2 separate regions of the Zea mays genome follow, and region 1 is linked to region 2. A link is a contact called in public Hi-C data. All regions are on one chromosome and are shown on one strand. Each heading gives the region's core, a stretch centred on a gene start, on an enhancer-like site or on the middle of the called end of the contact. The rest is flanking DNA. Distances are from core to core; before and after follow the strand shown. Region 1 holds the start of LOC109941429 (RNA cytidine acetyltransferase 1). Region 2 holds the start of LOC100280182 (Putative DUF1296 domain containing family protein).

The links. Hi-C and Micro-C count contacts between places; a contact is called where the count stands out from the background.
Region 1: a Hi-C map of leaf shows a contact between it and region 2, with 5 times the contacts expected there. The contact joins the promoter of LOC109941429 here to the promoter of LOC100280182 in region 2. A contact is called at or near these places in 2 of 25 Hi-C or Micro-C datasets (endosperm and leaf).

What each region holds. Positions count from the first base shown.
Region 1 is chr8:76,261,767-76,266,534 of Zm-B73-REFERENCE-NAM-5.0, forward strand. It overlaps LOC109941429 (RNA cytidine acetyltransferase 1), which reads left to right and starts at 2,765. Exons shown (of 25, transcript XM_020542378.2): 1 at 2,765-3,209; 2 at 3,373-3,544; 3 at 3,635-3,757; 4 at 3,950-4,123; 5 at 4,319-4,429; 6 at 4,511-4,644; 7 at 4,722-4,768. The coding sequence starts at 3,013.
Region 2 is chr8:75,925,000-75,930,018 of Zm-B73-REFERENCE-NAM-5.0, forward strand. It overlaps LOC100280182 (Putative DUF1296 domain containing family protein), which reads left to right and starts at 2,963. Exons shown (of 10, transcript NM_001153114.1): 1 at 2,963-3,345; 2 at 4,996-5,019. The coding sequence starts at 3,141.

The DNA of each region.
Region 1 (4,768 bases), core at 1,515-4,014, 340 kb after region 2:
ATGAATGTATAGGAATCAATGGTAGAGTTGTAAGTTCATTTGAGCCGTGTCCCGGGCCTATAAATAGAGAAACAATGCCCTATACTGTTCATATTTTTTCGGGGAAGGGGAAGAGAGGACACTCTCAATCATTCATCTTCCGAAGCTACCTTCAGACCCTCATTCGTGCGGAGTCGAAGGTACAAATAAAATTGTTTATTAAATTATCCGAAGGTGAAATCTGAGATGATTATTGAAAGTCGCCTAGAGGGGGGTGAATAGGCGAAACCTGAAAATTAGAAACTTTTGAACATGCACTACACCCGGGGTTAGGGTAATAAATAAATTAAAAGTGTGGAAGATTGTTCCTCTTGCTATGAGTTGCTCAATCAATGCGGATAACTTTGGGAGCAAACTCAAAACAATATGAGCAAGGGAACTTTAGATAGAGAGGAGAGGAGAGAAACAAATCGAGTGATGAAGATCAACACAAATGAACATGGTGATTTGTTTCCAGAGGTTCGGTTCCAAGGAACCCACTCCCCGTTGAGGAGGCCACAAAGGCCGGGTCTATTCCAACCCTTTCCCTCTCTCAATCGGTCACTTAGACCGGTCGAGTGCTTCTTCTTAATCAAACGGGTCACTAAGACCCCGCAAGGATCACCACACAATTAGGTGTCTTTTGCTAGTTTTACAAAGCACTTAGAAAGAATTAGGGTGAGAAGAAGAAAACAATCCAAGCAACAAGAGCAACAAAAGAAACACAAGTCACCCTCTCTCAAGTCACTAAGCACTTGATTTGATTTTGGAGCTTGGAGAGGGTTGAATGTTTTGATTGTGTCTTTGGAGTGTATTATTTGCTGTAGTATTGAATGTGAAGGTTGGGAAGCTTGGATGGCTTGAATGGAGGTAGTTGGGGGTATTTATAGCCTCCAACCACTTCCTAGCCGTTGGCTTACTTTACCGTCGATGGGCACACCTAGGGGTGGGCGTTCGGGTTACTCGAAAATTTCGAGTCGGGTAATTCGGGTTTTTAAAATTTCGGGTTTTGAGAATTGATACCCGAAATTACAACGGGTTTTGCAATACCCGAAAATTCAGGTACCCGGAATTTCGAGTTCGTGTTCGGGTATTCCCAAACTACCCGAACTATTGTGTCGGCTTCGTAAAAACACATACACCCTATTAAATTAGTATAAAAATATAGTTTGAATAATGATATACATGTACATATAAAACACAAGCAATCTACAATCACAAGTTATTCACACTTACACATAATTATAGATGTACAAATTAATAATTAAGCATGACATGAGTACATGACACATGAAAGTTCGGGTATTTCGGGTACCCGATTGTGATACCCCGAATTACCTGAAATAAATTCGGGTTTTGCAAGTTGCTACCCGAAATTCCCGAACAAAATTCGGGTTTCGGGTATTTCGGGTTCGGGTTACGGGTTTTTTGCCTAGCCCTAGGCACACCGGACACTCTACTGTTCACTGTATGGTGAGTGCCACGTCAGTCGACCATTGGAGTTTAGAGCTGTTGATCGTTGAAGTCTTGTGTCCTCTTGCGGCATCGAACAGTCCGGTGGCACACCGGACAGTCCGGTGCGTTCTGACTTTGCAGACTGACTCTAACTTCTGACGGTCAGACTGTACTGCAGTCGACCGTTGACGAAGTTGACCTTTGCTCCGTTGGCTCACCGGATAGTCCGGTGAATTATAGCGGATTGACTCTGAGAAAACCCGAGGGTGGCAGTTCGCGAGGTGTTTCGGCCTAGGCACCGGACTCCGGTGCGCCACTGGTTGCACCAACTCTTGTTATTGCTCCAAACTTTGTAGAGTTGCCCAGATCACTTTCTTTGTTTGTTTATGTAAACTTTAGGCACCTGAGAGAAATAGCAACTAGGCAAACTAGTTAGTCTATATGGTTTGTGATGGACGTCAAACACGAAAATCGATTATAGGAAATATTTAGGCTATTTCCCTTTCAATTATGTAAACAAGTTAAATGACTTATTCTTTATTATCTGCTCCTTACGTTTATAAATATGCTTATGTTCACTCTTTGTTTGTAAACTCTTTTACTCATATGACCTTCGAGGAGCGGTTAGATGAAGGAAACACACTAACTTATGCTAACATGTTCCTTTCTATATCCCAAAAGATTTAAAAACAAATGTCCACCATCACCTTCATCCTTTGATAAAAGGACAAAGGCACTTATCATTTAATATTATGTTTTCTTATTTTTTTATTTTATTCAGCAGTTGAAAACAAATGACCAACACAATCCAGATTATATAATTGATGAGTAGAAATAAACACACCTATAGTAGAGAAAGACCAAAAATTTAAAAAATTGGGGGCAGACTACGCTTTTGGCAACAGTTGTAGCCTGCTCTCGTAGCCTTAGAGCAACTCCAATAGTTATGTAAATTTTAGCTCTCTAAATCACAGATTTAAGAAGTTGCTAAATGACTTTTAGAGTAAAAAATGTGAGTTCTTCAATAGTTCTCTAAATATAGGTTGTAATTTTGTTTTGTATTTATCCACATAAAAAATAAGTCACAAAACTATATAATGCAATCAACATTTTTGTTTAGGGAGTTGTTAAATGGTTGCCAAATGTAGAGAGAAAATAAGGTTAGATGGCAAGTTGTTAAATTTAGAAAGTTTATTTAGAGAACTACTGGAGTTGCTCTTAGGCCGTCGAAAAGAAAGAAGGGAAATGGTTGCTCTGGTCTTAAAAGAGCCCAGCCCAATCTATAGTCTACACAGCCCATTGCCGCGCTCACTAAGAAATTAGTAAGAGGCAATCTCAATCGTTGAAGCAGCCCCGCGCTCCCCATCCCGCCGTCCACGCTCCCATCACTCATCACCCGCAGTCCCCTTCTCCGTCCTCCCGCCCGCGACTTCACCGATTCACGCCGGCACTTGCGAGGCGGCTAAACCCTAGCTAAACCCACTACCGCTCCCCCGAAAACAGTCGCCGCCGGTGCCAGCAGTTAGGAGCGGCGGCAGGATGAGGAAGAAGGTGGACGAGCGCATCCGCACGATGATCGAGAACGGCGTGCGGCAGCGGCAGCGCTCCATGTTCGTCATCGTCGGCGACAAGTCGCGCGATCAGATCGTCAATCTCAACTACATGCTCACCAAGTCCCGCGTCAAGTCGCGCCCCTCCGTCCTCTGGTGCTACCGCGACAAGCTCGAGATCAGCAGGTGATGATGGTGCCCTTGCGGCTGGCCGCGTTTTCCTCCGCCACCGCACGCTTGCTTTACTTTACTTGGTGCTCGGTTAGTGAATGCAGAGATGACGCGGCTTGCATTGTGCAGTGCTGTATATTTACTTCCCTATTTGTCATTGTTTCATCCTGTACCGTAGTCACAAGAAGAAGCGCGGCAAGCAGATCAAGAAGCTCATGCAGCGGGGTCTCCTGGACCCTGAGAAGGCCGACCCGTTCTCCCTCTTCATGGAGACCTCGGACATTACATACTGCCTCTACAGGGACTCTGAGCGGGTCCTTGGCAACACGTTCGGCATGTGCATACTGCAGGTTCTTCCTGAAACTTCTCTTCTATTCCATTTGGCTGAGGCTGCCATCCTCGGCTTTCTTGTTGCTGAATTTTCTTTGTTGTTGCTACAGGACTTTGAGGCACTGACGCCTAACCTTCTTGCACGGACCATTGAGACAGTTGAGGGTGGCGGTTTGATAATCTTGCTGCTCCGCTCGCTGTCCTCACTAACCAGTCTCTATACAATGGTCATGGTGAGTTTCATTTCTCCCCTGCATTTTACTTATCTTTCACCCATACACAGTCAATTAAGTAAGGAGTTTTGATAGTTTTTTTGGTTTCGTGTTGTCTATTAAGAATGAAGAATCTCTATACCACCTGCCCCATGCGCCATTCCCCATCCGCGCTGAATTAGATTTTGAGTTTGGTTCTTTCTGTTCCAACAGGATGTCCATGAAAGGTTTCGAACGGAGTCTCATACTCAAGCGGCTGCAAGGTTCAATGAGAGGTTCTTGCTGTCTATAGCATCATGCAAAGCATGTGTTGTGATGGATGATGAACTTAACATTTTGCCGATATCCTCTCACATGAAATTCATACAACCAGTTACAAACAATGAGGTATGGGTGCTTAATTCCATTTCCTTTATTGGTATGTTAAGCATTCCTTTTTTCCCAATAAGACTTCTTCTCTTCTATCCTATGATGAATGACTGCTGAGTTTTCCAAGTTCTGGTGAATCTCTTGGATATTTTGTTTCTGTAATTCATATCATTTGATTCCTCTGCAATGTGCATTTTTTAATCATGTGCCTAGGATTCTGAAGGTTTGTCGGAACGGGAGAGGGAGTTGAAAGAACTCAAGGATCAATTTCGCGAAGACTTTCCCGTTGGCCCGTTGATTGGAAAGTGCTGCACAATGGATCAGGTGCAGTTCAATGCTAATTCTATCAATATTTTCACAAAAAAGATTCTTGTGCCATATGTTGAAACTTAAAGTCACTTGCAGGGTAAAGCTGTCATCAATTTTCTAGACTCTATTTTGGATAAGTCCCTGAGGAGTACAGTTGCTTTGCTTGCTGCTCGTGGACGTGGTAAATCAGCAGCTCTTGGTCTTGCCATTGCTGGAGCTGTAGCAGCTGGGTAAAGCTCAACCCAATGGAAGTCAATATTTAGTCGAATGTGCTATTCTTCTTAGTGCAAATTGTTTGACTTCTTAGGTATTCAAATATATTTGTCACCGCTCCAAGTCCAGAGAACTTAAAAA
Region 2 (5,019 bases), core at 1,713-4,212:
AGACCCACTTGAATACCACGGTGTTTTGCTTTGTTTACTATATCCCGTTTGCGAGGAATCTCCACAACTTGGAGCCTCTCGCCCTTACACTTTAAAGTTCACAAAGAAGCACGGAGTAAGGGAGGGATGAGCAATGCACACAAGACACGAAATCAGAGTACCAACACGCACACAAGTCACAACAAGAGCTCACAACACAACCCGGCGAGTTCACAACTCAAATGGAGCTCTACTTGCTATCACAAAGAATCAAATTAGCGGAATCGAAGTCTTGGTGCTTAGGAATGCTTAGAGAATGTTTGCTTTTCTCCTCCATGCGCCTAGGGGTCCCTTTTATAGCCCCAAGGCAGCTAGGAGCCGTTGAGAGCATTTCAAGAAGGCAATTCTTGCCGTCTGTCGCCTGGCGCACCGGACAGTCCGGTGCACCACCGGACACTGTCCGGTGCGGATCTCTTTCCTTATTTGGCGAAGCCGACCGTTGCAGTCTTGGAGCCGTTGGCGCACCGGACACTGTCCGGTGCACACCGGACAGTCCGGTGCCCCATCCGACCGTTGGCACTTTCCACGCGTCGCGCGCGAATTCCGCGGCCGACCGTTGGCCCGGCCGACTGTTGGCTCACCGGACAGTCCGGTGAATTTTAGCCGTACGCCGCCGACGAAGTCCCGAGAGCAGCTAGTTGACGGATGCCAGCCTGGCGCACCGGACAGTCCGGTGCACCCAGACTGAGCAGACTCTTGGCTGCTTCGAGCCACTCTTTTTCAATTGCATTTTCTCTGATTCTAACACTTAGACAAACATGTTAGTACACAAAAACCAATATACTAGGTCTAGAATCATACCTTTGTATTGATTTGCACCTTATCCATCATTTGACATAGTTTATCACTTAAGCACTTGTGTTGGACACTAAATCACCAAAATACTTAGAAATGGCCCAAGGGCACATTTCCCTTTCAGGGGCCCACATGCTAGTGACGGTGCCCAGGCTCGCGAACGCGAGGGAGATAGGTGGTCCACTAGTCAGCGTGAACACTGTTGGGCTCGGCGGGCCCACATTAGTCTTTCACCCCTTTTTCTTTTCTTTTAATTCTCTTTCTATTTTAGCTTTCATTTTCAATTTAAGTCTAGGTTTTGAAATTCAAGCTCTAATTTAGATGCAACAAACAAAATATTCCCAGTATGATGCAACAATATTTTATTATTTTGAACAATATTGATGCTTAATTCATGAGAGAGAAGAAGAAAATAATTCACTCATATCAACAATTAAAAATCTTTATGTTTATTAAAAGATTTTAAATTTTAACTTCTAGTTTTGAGACCTAAATCTAACTTTGACAATTCAAATTATAATATGACATTTACTTAATTTTCAAAAAATAATTTCTAAGCTAATAAAATCCTTATTTACGACATTTATTTAGAACTTAGAAAAATCTTTTTAATAAATCCAAAATAAGATTTTGGATGTTACAGCTGGTTCTAAGAATATTAAAGTCCTCACCTATCAAAGTTGATAGAGAGTTCTGCTTGCATGCTCTCACTAGTTCAGTCAAGAATGCATCTTTGTGATCATCTTGAGCTAGTCCATAATCCCTTCTACAATTACAGATAGCTCTAACGAGGCATCCCTACATCCTAACAACAATCCACCTGATCTCCCTTTTGGTGGTAGAAAAATACATAACACTATAACAGTGCAAAACTAGCTCTTAGTTAAGAACTCGTTTTGATGCATATGTATTTATGTTAATTCTTGCGAAGTAGATCGAAGTAAAAATTAATATAAATTTTATCTCAAACTATTCAACCATATATAGATTAAGACAGATATAGCGACTATTTTAAAGCATAAATGTGTCATCACATGCAAAATTGAAAGGGAAACAGAGTTTAACCATTTTCTATATTAATTTTGGTGCTTGATGACCATCACAATCTTTTGAACTAACTAGTTTGCTTAGGGAGTGTTTGTTTGAGATTATAATCTGACTGGATCATATACTCTAACATTTCTAAATAACACTTAGTTCAAATTTTTAGATTATTTAATCAAGTCAAAATATAATTCCACAAACAAACCCTTAGTATTTGATTTACAGGTTCATAACTTCGACAATTCATATAATCATGCACCGTCGTAATGCACAAATATTGTGGTAGTATGTATATTAAGGGACTGATTGGTTGGATACAGAACCAATTATCCAGGCTAAGCATATGCAAATCCATACTTTTGGTGTCCTATACTGATCTACTGTATAACATATGACTATGACCTGACTCCAGATAAACGAAACCCACGTCCATTTTCTCGGGGCTAGGCTACTGCGAGCGCGCTCAGAGCAGGAGCAACAACTAAGGGTCTGTTTGGTTGAGCTGTGGCTTTGAAAAAAGCTGTTGTGGGCTGTGAGCTGTGAAAAAGGCTGTTGCGGGTGTGAGCTGTTAGAAAGCTAAAAACCGTTTGGTGAAAACCACTAAAAGCCGTTAAAAGTTCTTCGATATATGTTTTTACAGTTACATCGGAAAGCCACTAAAAGTAGATCTAGTGGTGCTTTAAGTTTTGAATTGCGAGAAAGTCAGCTTTTAGATTAAGCTGCATTCTGAATCCGACCCTTTGGTTTGACTTTTGGTTTTTAGAGGGCAAAAACCAAAGTTAAAAAGCCAAACCAAACACACAAGCTCAGGAAGCAAGTATTTGTATAAAGTAACCAAACATCTTTTTAATATAAACCACATGTTAGCTAGACAACTGCCCGGATGCACCAAGCCGCCAGCTCGCGCAACGCAACCCATATGACAGACGGAAGAGCAGGGTGCTCTTCAACTCTCTTTCTTTTTGCAGCGCAGGACAGGAAACCGCATCTCCCGTTCCCGGCCGTTTATTATTAGCTGAGCTCGTGCCTCGTACACGAGGCCGGCCCTCTCGCTCTCGGTGCGTGCGTGGCTGAGCCGCTGAGAGGCAATACGCGGTGCGTGGGGTGTGGGGAGCGAGGCGGCGGCGACGAGGGTTTTGCTGCTCCGCACACCGCGCGCAGCGGCGACGCGACCGCAGCTCGTCGCCGCCCCGGTTCGAGGAGGAGGAGGAGGAGCCGGCTGAGGCGCCTGTGGTGGCTGCTGCGGCGGGAGCGGGAGCGCCATGAGGGGCGGCGGCGGGAGGCAGCCTTCCTATGCGGCGTCGGACGGGGCGGATGCGGATGCGGCGGCGGTCCCGGCTGCTTCCAGGAAGATGGTGCAGAGCCTCAAGGGGATCCTGGCCGACCGCTCGGAGGGCGAGATCTACGCCACCCTCTGCGACTGCGGCATGGACCCCGACATAGCCGTAGAGAGGCTCATCTCCCAGGGTAAGGGTATATACACGCTGCCTGTCTCTCTCTCCTCGCTCTAGCTCTGTCCTCGCGGGCTCCAACTGTTTAGTGTGGACGTTGTCGTGCGATGCCCGTTAGGGTTTGATTTTCCCCACCTTAGCACGGTGATTTGGCGCCGCGCTGATATGCGCGGTCTGTGTCGTATAAGTCGTAACCCCCATTTTGGACGGTTGCTGTTGAATTGCTTGCCAATCCGGTCTGGTTCTGCGGATGCTGTACGTTGTGACTTGTATTTGCTTGCCAGTTTTAGGTTCAACGTGGCTGTGAAGCATGGTGGGTAGTTTTAAACTTTTTAATTCAGACTAGTTAGTTGCCCGTATATTGCTACGGTAGACTTTGTTCAAATGAGATATTTATTCAAACCTGATTATGTTTTTTATTTTCAATTTATTAGTATACCTATATGTTTACTATATCTCTCATTTGTATAGCACAAAACAGTTGTGAGCTGAAGTGGTTAAAGTTTCTTGCCTTGCATCAAGAAGTGCAGGGTTCAAACCTCTTCCATGGGGGACGATGCGTGAAAAATTCACACTTAAATATAGTAGAGAAGAGATAGAGATGAGAGAACACTTTTTTCTCAACGAGCAACTTTTTTTGTGCATTTACGGATGTGTTTTTTGCAACAGATTGTGCCACCCATATGGTGTAATAATAGAGATGAAGAGGGGGGGGGGGGGGGGGGGTCATTTCCCTACATAAGTCCTGATTACTATTCCATTGTAATTCAGCTGTGTTGCAGGATCATGATACCTGGTCCATATGTTGGATTGAATATCATATAGACTGAAACTGTTGCGCCTAGCATAAACATGCCTTTGTCTTCAGCATTAGGAGTTTAGGACGTGTTTAAGCTCACTCATGTATTGCTTACCATTTTCTTGTTACTGGGTTTGCTCTGTTTATAACTTGGCATAGACACATTATCTATTTTCTTAAAAAACTCGTCCGGGAGAGAAAGACCGCCCTTCCGGTATTATATTAAGAAGAGACCGAAACATGGCCCCGGCCGAGAAAACCCTCGAACCCTGGCCCCCCATCACCAACGGGCCGATCAACTGCCCACGCTGCAACGGCCCAGCCAAAGGGTGGCGTGCAAGATTCCGTTCCCCGAGAGCGGGCGGGGCACAACGAGGAGATTTTTTTTAACCAAGCCTGAAATTTGCCACCGAGGGGGATCGAATCCGGGACCTAGAGGTGCTACTCGAAAGCCTTAACCGTTACGCCAAAGGCCCTTTCGCCATTATCTATTTTCTTGTAAATTGATGTGTACCATGTAGCGAATATTTGTTGGAAAGTAGAACTTTCAGTAATTTCAGTGTAGGGTTGCTTGGGTGCCAGTTACCAAAGGTTGTTTCAAAGTTATGAAAGCCTTCCATTAGTCCTTCTCATTCATTTTTTTTGTGTTTGGTCCTATTCTAAAGCACCATCTAACCCTTGCTTACCCATCTGATATTTTCTCTGCTGGAAATAAATCACTACTTTTATGGCTTATGTATTCCTAATAAATGAAGCATAGGATAGCATCTCTAGATCATTGGAGATCTTAAATGTTTGCTTATGATTTTCTCTGGCGGGGATTGCTTATGATTAATCTAACTTTATTTTTTATTCTTGTCTATCCAGATACTTTTCATGAGGTGAGAAGAA